Linked DNA regions of Sus scrofa: region 1 is linked to region 2. A link is a contact called in public HiChIP or PLAC-seq data. All regions are on one chromosome and are shown on one strand. Each heading gives the region's core, a stretch centred on a gene start, on an enhancer-like site or on the middle of the called end of the contact. The rest is flanking DNA. Distances are from core to core; before and after follow the strand shown.

Region 1 (5,772 bases), core at 2,972-5,471, 340 kb before region 2:
TGATAATCTCAAAGTTCCTCTCTAGCACATAAGCAAACAGGAACCTAACAATGCTGAAAACTGACAAAAAGGATTCACAGCTGAGGAGAGAAGATGGTCTGAATTTATTTATCCAGAAATGAGATAATTTATGTAAAGATATTCACAAGATGATTGCAAATATGGATATGTACCTTGACATTTTTCATTTAATCTTTATCAAAGCAACTCAAGAACCAGTATATTTTTTTCATTTAATCAAAGTCTCTCACAGAACAATAAAAATGTCCTTTTATCCCTTGTCCTAGCTTTGCCACTAATGCCCTGTAGATGCTATAAGTTTAACACTTAAATTTCCAGTGGTCTAAATCAAGTGGGAAAAAAATTCTCCATTAAGATATCACAGAAAACGTGTTATAAACAGTAAGCCAAATACTCAAGTGTATCCCATAACAAATTAAAAGCCAATGGGAGGAGAGTTTAGTATGACATCTGACTCCTGAGAGAGGGTTCCCTCCACTTGCTCTATGCCAGTGTGACAAGCCAGGCCCAGTAACACATTTACACCATGACACTGATCATGGATAGAGTTTAGCAAAAAGGTCATAGCCATAAAATCAAGACCAAAGGAACAACTTTTCTTAACCTAAGTAGACTACTCAGTCTACTTAATCTAAACAAAGAGATGGTATCTCTTCTCCATTGTATTCCCAGCACCTAGCACATCAGAGTATGGCAAATACAAAGGATTTTTCTAAGAATATTCCCAGCACTAGTCCAGGCAGGGTCAGTGAATGTTACCAGTGTCACTGCAAATAAAAGCGCAATTACATTTGATACCACCATACACAATCACATAATAAAAAGCCGACTTCTCCTCCCCTGCACAAAGGAGAAATGCTAATATGCACTCACCTCGCTCACTCCACACTATTTATGGCAAGCCCACCTCGTACACAGACATGTAAAGAGGGGACCAACAACTTTAATACCTAGTCAACACGCTGGATCCTCAAAAGTCAGGGGAAATTGTCAATATGCTGCCCTCCTTCAATTCAAGTCTCATTAATGAAGTGCTGTACTAGAATCAATGAGGAACAAGTCAATGGAATAAGTTGAGAATATAAAATCCACAATTAGTGAAATACTCAGGACTTATGTCATAAAAATGTCAAGTCATGAAATGCCATGGACATACAACTTTGGAATACCTGTCAATTATCTGTTCCATCACTCATTCATGTTAATTATTGAGTCTTGAGACTTAGGGGCATTTAAATCACATCAAATATCAGAAACATCTGTGGTAAAGTTAATGATCAAATTTTTTAAAGATTTAATAAAAATAAGATATAGAGCCTATCAAATAGTTTACACCATGGAAAAAGCTTTAAAACTTTTTAAAGTTTTGAAGCCATTCAATGATTTCAACAAAATATAACAAGTCTTTTACTGCATTTGACTTCATATTTGAATATAAAACAAGTCACCGCAGTCAACGGTTTGGTATTTATGTGTCAACTAAGTATTTTTATTTTGACTGAGTAAATTATAAAGGTATTTACTGACCCCTTGCCAATCCTTTAGTTCCAAAAAAATTCTTTTATTTGCTATACCAGACTGTAATATTCATTTTATTTACTTTGCTTGCTTATAAAAGGCATTTCATTAGGCAAAAAAAAAAAAAAGAGGTGGTATTAAGTTATTGTTATGCACAGCCATTTCTCTTTCAAATATGTTTCTTTCCTGAGAAGTTCTATTTACAGACCAGTTTAGTGGTATATGTGCCAGGGACCTTCCACTCATTTGCCATTTTTTTCTGTCAAATTAAGGAAATTCTACAATGTAGTACTTATTTTACATATTAGAATATTCCCAGCATATACAATGAAAGTAAAAATATAGTATGTGAATGTTTTCACTAAGAATAAAAAGAGTAAGAGAATAACAGTACTCATTTTCAATTGTTCTTTATGAGAAAATGTGCTGAATGCTGCTAACTATCCCCAAAGTGATGGGAGTGATAAAAGATTTACAACAGGCACCAATTGGAATTCAAGCTGAACCAGACATTGGTATTTAGTTCAATAGAAGAGAGATTCCCCACTAGGCTTGACAATAGAGACTTAAGCAACTGGAGGGAAGAGGGAGAATTAAACTAGCTTACTAATTACAATGCTGTTCTGCTTTGTAACACATGGAAATTTCTATTATGGGTTGGGATTAAGAACTTACTTTAGTGAAGAATTACCTCTAGAGTTAGCAGAAAGCATTAAAAAAAATTTTTTTTAATAGGCTCATCATATCCCATTGACAGCAGTGGAAATTGAGGCAACTAATAAATGCACATGACTTTTAAGGACAAATATTCCACAAAGAAATCTGGCAAAGCCTGAAAAGGTAGGTATAGATGTGCTCCTATGGGCAGCACTATTTTTAGGAGTGGACACTGGAAGCCTCAATGTCCATTCATAGGTGGTTAGCAGAGTAAACTCATCTATAGTTGCGTAAGAACAAACAACAAACAAACAAAACCCCTAAGGTGGCAAAGTGAAACACACTGAGTGAAAATTCCAGGTTGCACAAGAGGATGCATATTAAAAGCCCATGCATGTAAAAATTAAATGTATACATACACTCTCATAAAGATATCTGCAAGGAAGATTCAACACTCAAAAGTGTCCTTTGGGGAATGGGATAAAAAACTATTTGCAGCTTGAATTTTTACCCTGATTATGTATTACAGGTATAGTAAATGAATCGAAAAAGCCTATTAGAATAAAGTTGATAGCTGTTTAAAGTGCTTTTCATAGGAAACTGAACTTCCAGTGTATATACTTCACAGATCATAAAACCACTAAGCATAAGCGGCAGATCCTCAATCTGCTGATGTTGTGATTTTAAAGACAACTACAAATCCCACGAGTCCAGAGGAGGATCTGTCCCCCAATTTCATTAACTATGTGAAAGTCCCTTTCTATTCTGTAAAAACATCTGGCTGAACATTCTCCACTGAATCTTGTAAAAATCTTCCATCATGTGGTGGCAAAGAACTCCATATACAATCAGGTTTGAGGATAGGGCTAAATAATGCACTGTATAGAAACTGCAAAGTTTCTGCCCTTCCCCTGAAGTGTCCCAAATCGCATCTCCACACCGACTTAGTACTAACAGTCTTCCAAAGAACCAAGCGCACGATACTCCCACTTGGTAAATACCTACTTGCAGATACCTCTGAAATACTGTCTCTTGAAACTTTATTAACAGCTCCACATTTTGGAGGTCAGGAGCCAGAGGTGGTTAAAAAAAGAGATTCAGGCTGATTCAGAGAAATTAAAAGCTTAAACATATGGCACTGGCCCAGTTAAGACAACGAAAAGTCCCAGGACATCCCATTTATAAGAACACAACTCTCTAGAGATCAAGGAAGACTTATCTGATGGATGAGCAAAGGGAGGTACAAGATGCTTAGAAAGAAATCCTAAAGGCAACTTCACACAATTGGGGGGTGGCTGGGGAGGGAAATCCGGCTTCTGACGTTAGGAACCAGACTGAGAAAAGGGACTAAATGGAAAGAGACAGAGGGAAGCCGAGAAGGCAAGGCACACATTTCAATAGGAGCGAATGGGGACGAGAGGGACAGACGGCGTGTGAAGAGTGAGGGGCAGGGGAGAGGCAGGGGTGACGGGTCAGGGAGAAACCAGGGTTTGGGGGAACCAAAGGGCTGGACAGGCTGCAGAGCGCCGCTGGAAGGGCTGGGGAGGCTCCCAGCAGGGGAAAGTGAGAAAGGAGCGAGGGGAGCCCCGGGGCCCGCCCCACACCCCCCATCCCTCCCTGTCCCTGTCGCCCGGCTTCCCCATCTGGGCGGGGGCAGCATGTCAGTAGCAGCCGCACGTGTGTGAACCGCGGCGACGAGGTAACTGGCGCCGGGCACCGCGGCTGCAAGGGCCGAAAGAGCCCGGGGGCACCGCCGGGAGCCGCGGGCCGCCTCACACGTGGGCTGCGCGGCCGCCGCCCGGCCGGCCCGGCCTGCGCGGCAGCGGCGGAGCTGCCGAGGCCCAGCGGGCGGCGTAAGGGGAAGGGTCGGCGCGCCGGCCGGAGCGCGAAGTCCGGGACGGCGAGCTCGGTTACCTCTGCCTGTTTCCGGACCACATTGTCGGGGCTGAGCAGGTTTCCCAGGAGCAGGTAGAACTGTTGCTGCTCCGCCGCGGCCGCCGCCATTGCGCTAGGCGTGAGAGAGAGAAGGAGGGAGGGGAGACAGGCGCTGTGAGGCGCGCTGGCGGGCCGGCGGGAGGGGCGGGGGCGGGCCCAGCGCGGGGACCGGCACCAGCAGCGGCTTGGGGCTGGGGGGCCGGGCGGGAAAGGGCGGGGCAAAGGGGAAAGGGGAGGATGGGGCGGGGCCTCGCGACCCCTCACCCCGCCGCGGCCACCGGCGCCGGCGTCCCATTGGCCCTGAGCTCTGGGGGCGGGGCCGAGGCCTCTCCTCGGGGGCCGCGCCGATTGGCCACGCACCCTGCAGTGCCGTCACTGGCGGCGCGCGGCGGGCCGCCCGGCTCGGCGCGGGCAGGGTCGGGCGGGGACTCGGCCGCCCAGCTGTGGCTGCCGCGGCGTGGTGGGGAGGGCGGGAGGAGCCGGCTGGCCGGCCTGGCGGCTGCGAGGGGCGTGAGGCCCGGCTGGGGAGGTGGGGCCAGCTCCAGAGCGCGGGAGATTTCGGCGCCCCGGGCTGGCCGGCCTCCTCCCCCGCTAGCCGGCTAAGCTCCTCCCTGCGACCTCGGGAGCGCCCCCAGCTCCAGTCCTTCCCTCTCCCCCTCCACCCCGGCCCCAGAGACCCTAGATCCCCCATCCCAGAAGAAGGGAGGGAATGGATTTCGAAATCCAAAATCCACTTCCGACTTAAATTCCACCCCCAGCTCCACAGATCCTCGCACCGGTTAGACCCTCCGACCTCCCCAAGGGCTATGACTCAGGCAGCCCCTTCCTCCCGACACCTCACTGGTGACTCACGCGCTGGGCTTGCCCGGAAGAGGGGTTACTCAGCCCTGGGCTCTCCGGCCAGGCCTACCCACCCCCAGCCCGCTGTCCTCTGAGATGTACACGGAGCGCATTTGCCTCCCCCTCTTTTACCACCCTAGGATCCTTGGCTATTCCTTTGAATTCCCTGTTTTGAGGTCCCAGTTTTTCATTGGTTGGGGGAAAGTTAAGACCCTCTTCCTTAAAGAAACACTGGTTTGTAGGACTTAAGTCTCAGTAGGTGTTTGATAAACACCGGTCCATAGGGGGCTCAGAGACCTGGTTTCAATTGCAGTACACAATGCTGAGATAATACTTCCAATCTGCCCTTACCGTTGGAGCGCCCCAAGGCTGAGAGAGCAGTTGTCGAAGGGCACTTTTGTTGAGGCCCTACTGTGTCCAATGCAGTGGGCCAAGGGTGACAGTGGAAAAAGTGACACAATTCATTTTTGCCTCAAAAAGACACATTTCTAGTGAGAAGTTTCCTCATTGGGTACAATAGAGACTACTACACTCTGGTGGTCCATGGTATTTAACTTGGGGAATTTAATTTCCTATTGACTATTCTGTTGAGGTTCTGGTCTTTGAAATCCTACTTTTATTTATTTACTTTTTTGTCTTTTTTAGGGCTGCACCCAGGGCACATGGAGGGTCCCAGCTAGGGGTCGAATTGGGTCCAAGTGCATCTGTGACCTACACCACAGCTCATGGCAATGCCAGATCCCCAACCCACTGGGCAAGGCTAGGGATCAAACCCAGGTCCTCTTGGATGCTAGTTGGGTT
Region 2 (5,738 bases), core at 2,691-5,190:
TGAGATTTTTTTTTTTTTTTTTCTTGGCATCTGTAAGCAAGACGTGTCCTAAGGTAATTGTTCCTCCACTTTATGCTGCTCTGGCTTAGGAAAGGTTTTATAGGAAAGCAGTACTTTCAGATAGCGGGGGAAACCTATATTTGGATGTCTACGAACCTATAGGCATTTAAGGGAATAAGGGCTTTTTTATAAGCAAGACAGCCCATCCAAGAACAAAGCAGTGAAAAGCTCCATTTCACTGTCGGGTCACACATTGGTGCTACACCTAAAGTTAAATGCATTTCCTTGCCCTCTCCCATAAGATCCTTAATATGAGAACATACTTTAAGAGGACAAAACGAAATTTTTCTAAAGATTGTTTTCATCATGATGGCCTTTTTTTAGCATCGTCTTTTCTATACTAGGTAATGAATTTCAAAATGCAATCACAAGTTTATCTGCTCTAAAATTACACTTATATCTGGGATACAATTTTAAGCAGATGGGGTGACCAGGACGAAGTTGAAGAACTGCTGGGTTTTTGAGCAATTTTTGTGTTCAAGGTTTTGGGTTGAACACCTTAAAATACATTATCTCATTTAATCCTAACAAAGACTCTGAGAGGTGAACTATACTCCGTTTCACAAACAAGGGAGAGGGAGCTTTTACAGAAGCAAGCATTTTCCCAACATCTGTACACCTCAGACCTGCACTGTCCACCGTCTGCAGTCACACGGGGTTGTGGAGCACCTGAAATGTGGCACGTCTATGTGCAGTAAATGCAAACTCAATACTAGATTCTGAACTTTTCGTATGAAAAACCAAGCAAATATCTCAATTTTTCAATACTGATTACAGGTTAAAATGATAATATTTTAGATAGAATGGGTTAACTCAAATGCATTACTAAAATTAATTTCACCTGCTTCACATTTATAAAAAATCAGCTCTTGGACATTTAAAAATTACACGTGGCCCACGCTATATTCGTACTGAAGAGTGCTGCCCTAGACCAAAGGCTAGATCACTGAATTTGCCAGTAAATGTCAAGTTCAAAGGCAGCCTCATGTAGAAGAAAGAGCACATGGAGTCATGCAGATCTTGATTTAAATCTCTTCTCCATCAAGGACTAGTTTTGGGCAAAATACCAAACCTCTCTGCACTTCGCTTATGTCATTGGCATTATGGTGATATTAAATAATCCCAAACAACTGTTGTATAGAGTATGCAAAGCAGCTAGCTGGCAGAGGCCAGGGAACAAGTACTGAATACCTGCTGCGGCAACTCATTAATTTAAAAATTCATTCCCCAAAAGAGTGGAAAATCCGCTTGTTTGAAAATCATGTTTTATTCGCTTTGAGTGGGAGAAGTTAAAGACCCATCATACTGAATGCCGCCTTAGCATAATGTATACTGTCATACACACCGATTCCCTCTCTCCTTCAGTGTTAAGCTGTTTACAATGTGCTATAGGATGGGAGGCCAGATGATGAAGTTAAGGTGAGATAAAAAACAGCAGGACACAAAGGGCCCAACTGGTACTTATGGGCACAATGGATGATTCCAGTGAAAAGAGTTTACGAAGTCCACTTCAGCTGAGCTTTTCAACTGTACACATCGGCAACTGAGACTAGTGAGTACAATGACATTTGGGCAAGGAGAATTTTATTCTTCTTTTTCTTCCTGGGTCACAGTGCAAACAAATAAATCGTTCTAGCACACTAAGTTCAGACTAACTCATTCTTGGTAACCTCTAGTAAACTACAAAATCATGTGGACTATACTATCCAATAACATTCTGTCATATTCTGTCCTGTAAGTTTGTGCCAAGAAGTTTGCCCTGGGCTTGTGACTTTATCAACGCAGGAATTATCTGTGATATGTTTAAATACAAAGGGTGGAGCAGTTGGGGCGTTTACTTTACTATTTGATGTATGTACTTGGCCTAAGATTGACATGTGACAATGTGGTAGATTGCCCTGTTCTAAAGGTTTTTTGTTTTTTAAAACAGTATGAGGGGAATTAAAGATGTGAGTCATTTAAATACAGCCTCTTAAATATCATATACTTAATAAATTTAACACCAAAAGGGTTCCTATGTTAACTATAGCAATTAACTTTAAGAAATGAGACTGAAAAAGTAAAAAGCTGTCAGATTCACAGATCTTAGGACATTGTCAGAGGCCATGAAAACATTCACTGTATTCCAGCTTGAAATCTAACATATAAAATAACACACGAAATTTTAGTTTAGCTATTAAAGGGCATATTCAATGAGTTAAAGGAGGAGGGGAGAGGACCTCCCCTTTGATCTCCTATGTGGCATTAAAAATCCGCCTCTTGTAATGAATTTTTGAGCAAAGCTTGCGTGCACCTGACTTGGTATTTGCTCTTTCAAAATGAGTAGACTCAAACTGACTAAAAATGAGATTATGTCTATGATAACACTTATAACTAGCTTTTGCAACTGTCTACAAATTTAGGGTTACTGGTACAACTGGGAAAGAAAAGCAAAATTATGCTGAATCAAAATTATTGGCAATTATTAACTAATAGTAAGAATCAGACAAAACAGTAATGTGTAATTAAATGGTAATTAGAAAAATTTGCTAAAACTCTGAACTGAGATACTATTGCATTTTTTGATGCTAGAAATTATAGGAAAAAATATAAAACAAATAGCAGAAGCCATTAGGCTGTTATATTTCCAAAATGCACACTTGCGAAAAGAGTTTGTAACAGGAAAGAGCTTATCTGCTTTAACTTTAAATTAGCTAATATTTGAGTCACACCTTTGAAGAAACTCATTCTATTTTTAAGAATGCCTCTTTTTTTCCCTTTCTTTTTGTTTCTGAGGGGTAAAGTGGCTAGATTAAAAAAAAAAAGTTAAGCCACATTCTTTAATGTGATAGTACATTCGCGCTCCTACATACTAATACTCTCTCAATCCCACAGAGCCAGGTCTGCAAATAATTTGATAACCTGTCTCTAAAGTTTCATCTTAAGTGAAGAGTTCATTTTTGTAAAACGCCTTGCCACCATTCAATCTTCTATGAAATGAGAAAGATCTCTTTCCATTGGACTTGACATTTTTACCACATTTGTGTAAGCAATTTTTGCTGTCAAATGCTGCAAAGGGAGGTTTTTTGTTGTTCCGTCTGAAAATGTCTCCGCTATACTTGCACAGCTGCCTCCTCCCAGCAGAAACCTACCCGCCCCTCTCCCCCCACTGCAAGTTTTAAACTTTGTTTCCTTTGGGGTTCTGCACAACCGCTACTAATAATATCCAAGAGACAAAGAGCTGTGCTGTGGGTTCACCGGATGCCAAATTTGAGTTGTGAAACAAAGCACTCAAATTTGAGATTCAAGATGACGAGGAGGATGCTACCAGCTAAAAATTTAGGATAAAGCCTAAGACCCCAGAGCCACCTGCCTAGACAGCTCCTCCTGCCCACAGCCACCCCAGAGCACGCGGGAGGGAGTTCTGGCCCCGGGACAGGGGCTGCCGGCCGCACCGCGAAGCCCCTTGCCCGCGCCCCCGGCCCTCTCACCGCTTCACTCGGATGATCTGGTCCCGCATGGGCTTGATGTCCTGGAAGCTCTGCTGGTTGACGAGGCTATAGACGAGGATGAAGCCCTGGCCGTTCTTGATGTACAGGTCCCGCATGGACGCGAACTGCTCGGTGCCCGCCGTGTCCAGGATCTCCAGCACCGACGGCGACGAGTCCACCTCGATCTCCTTGCGGTAGAAGTCCTCGATGGTGGGGTCGTATTTCTCGATGAAGGTGCCGGTCACGAACTGCACGGTCAGGGCGGATTTGCCGACCCCGCCCGAGCCCAGCACCACCACTTTGTACTCGCGCATCGTCCCTCCGCGGCCGCCGCCGCCGCCGCTGCCCGCGACATAGACCTACGCCCGCCGCGCTGCGCCCCCCAACCCTGCGCCGGCGGCCGGCCCCGCCGCGTCCCGCGGCTGCCCCCACCTCACGGCCGCCGCGGCCCCCCGGGCGCCGGCGGAGGGAGCAGCAGCCCTGGGCATGGGCCGAGCCGGCGGCAATGCGGCCCCGCGGGCGCCGGCAGGCACTGAGGGCGAGCAGGGAGTGGGAGCCAGGGAGCCGCCGGAGCCGCCCGAAACGCGGGCCTGCAGTGCCGCCCGCCCCGCCCCTCGCGCCTCCACGCCCAGCTCCCCGCCCGCCGCCGCCGCCGCCGCCGCCGCTCCCCTCGGCGCCGGAGCGCGCGCCCGAGCCCCAGCCGCAGCGCTGCTGGGGGCGGGGCCCGGCGGCCCGGGGCGGGACCCGGTGGCGCAGCCCCGCCCTTGCTCCCCCGTCGCCTAGGCGACCGGCCTCGCGCGCTCCCGGGAGGCTCTGCGCCGTGCGGAAGCCTCGGCCCGCGCTTAGATAAACAACCACCTGGGCCACCCAACAACACCCCACCCCGCAAGCCGCGTCGAACCCTGCGGATCCTGCGTACTGAGCACGCGCGGTTCTTCTGCCCGCGACGGGAACCGCTTCGGCCTGAGCACGCCAAGTTCAGAATTTGGCAGAGACGCGATGTTGGCGGGGCCAGAGCAGTCTCTAGGTTTTAACTTGAGGCGGGGAGTGACAAGAAGACACCGGCAAGGTCCAAAAGGAGGCCTTGGCAGGAGGGCCTTGCTAGACACCACCCAGCCTGTGAGCTTTGGTTTTGTCCTGTATAAACATAACGAAAAAAGGCTTTGTTTAAAGGACGAGCATAAAACCGAAGTGAAGCTTTGTTTTAAGCGTCAAGACACAGAGGGAAAAGTGACAGGCCCTCATCCTGCCCACTGCCAGAGGCGGCAAAGGCCAGCGACCATGCGGAAGCCGGGCCCACGCCCGGTGACGTCGCCGGGAGTCCCGCCCACCTCCCCCCAGCCCCGCCTTTCTTCAGCGTCTGCTGGAAGTCGAGCTCTTCCCACGCCCTGTCAGCTACGGGCGCTTGGAAAACTGGGAGAGCGAAGCCCCAGGCGCAGCCAGAAGGCCTGGGGACAGCTCATAGCAACAGCCAGCCGGGGCACCTAGTAGGAAGCTGGGAGTCGTTCCAGCCAACCAGTGCACGCCTCTGGACCCATGGTACCATTCTCGGCCAATAGAGAGCCACTTCATACCACGTGATGCCCATCCATCAGCCAATGGGGGGAAAGCCTAGTTGCAGGCTCAGCCCTCCCACCTCCCACGCACGCTCTGCCAACCAACCGCAGGTGAGCTGGCGGATGGCGGAGACTTGAGCTGAGCCAACCAGAAATCGCGACTCCCTTGCCCCCAAGGGTGGGTGGAATGGAGACCCGGGGTAGGGCTGGTGGGTTTGGGAGGGGTCAGTGATTGAGGGACAGGTCGTTGCACCCTACGTTGGCAAGGGAACAAGATGTGTTGGAGGCGAGAACCATGGGTTTCGCTTTTAACGTCGTCTCGGTGGCATTCTGCCTAAATGACGGACCCGGAAATAGTGCTGAGTGATGTGGGCTGAATCGTGGGTCAATCGAGAAAACAGGGACTCTTGTCTTGAGGGTGAGAAAATTTCCGGTCATTAAAGAGACATACTGCAGCAGTTGCATGGGTCCTCCATGCGTGGCTCCTAAAACATTTTTAACAACTCCCTTTTAAAACTTACTGTTCTCTCTGTGGCATTAGATCATAATTAAACACTCTCTCCCACCTACAACGTTAAATTTAGGAGAAGTTATATTCCTAAACCTTCCTGGATTATGTTTTGTAATAATTGGTTATTGGATTTGCCTTCCT

Evidence for each region. HiChIP or PLAC-seq counts read pairs in DNA pulled down with a chosen protein or histone mark.
Region 1: a contact with region 2 is called in an H3K27ac HiChIP or PLAC-seq map of alveolar macrophages. The contact joins the promoter of IPO5 here to the promoter of RAP2A in region 2. A contact is called at or near these places in 3 of 47 Hi-C or Micro-C datasets (alveolar macrophages, embryonic fibroblasts and heart right ventricle) and 1 of 2 datasets of contacts at active chromatin or transcription factors (alveolar macrophages).

The regions. Positions count from the first base shown.
Region 1 is chr11:67,017,748-67,023,519 of Sscrofa11.1, reverse strand. It overlaps IPO5 (importin 5), which reads right to left and starts at 4,221. Exons shown (of 26, transcript NM_001244301.1): 1 at 4,111-4,221. The coding sequence starts at 4,200.
Region 2 is chr11:66,677,364-66,683,101 of Sscrofa11.1, reverse strand. It overlaps RAP2A (ras-related protein Rap-2a), which reads right to left and starts at 3,940. Exons shown (of 2, transcript XM_021065816.1): 1 at 3,531-3,940. The coding sequence starts at 3,844. LOC110255848 (a long non-coding RNA gene) reads left to right here and starts at 5,271. Exons shown (of 3, transcript XR_002336730.1): 1 at 5,271-5,504.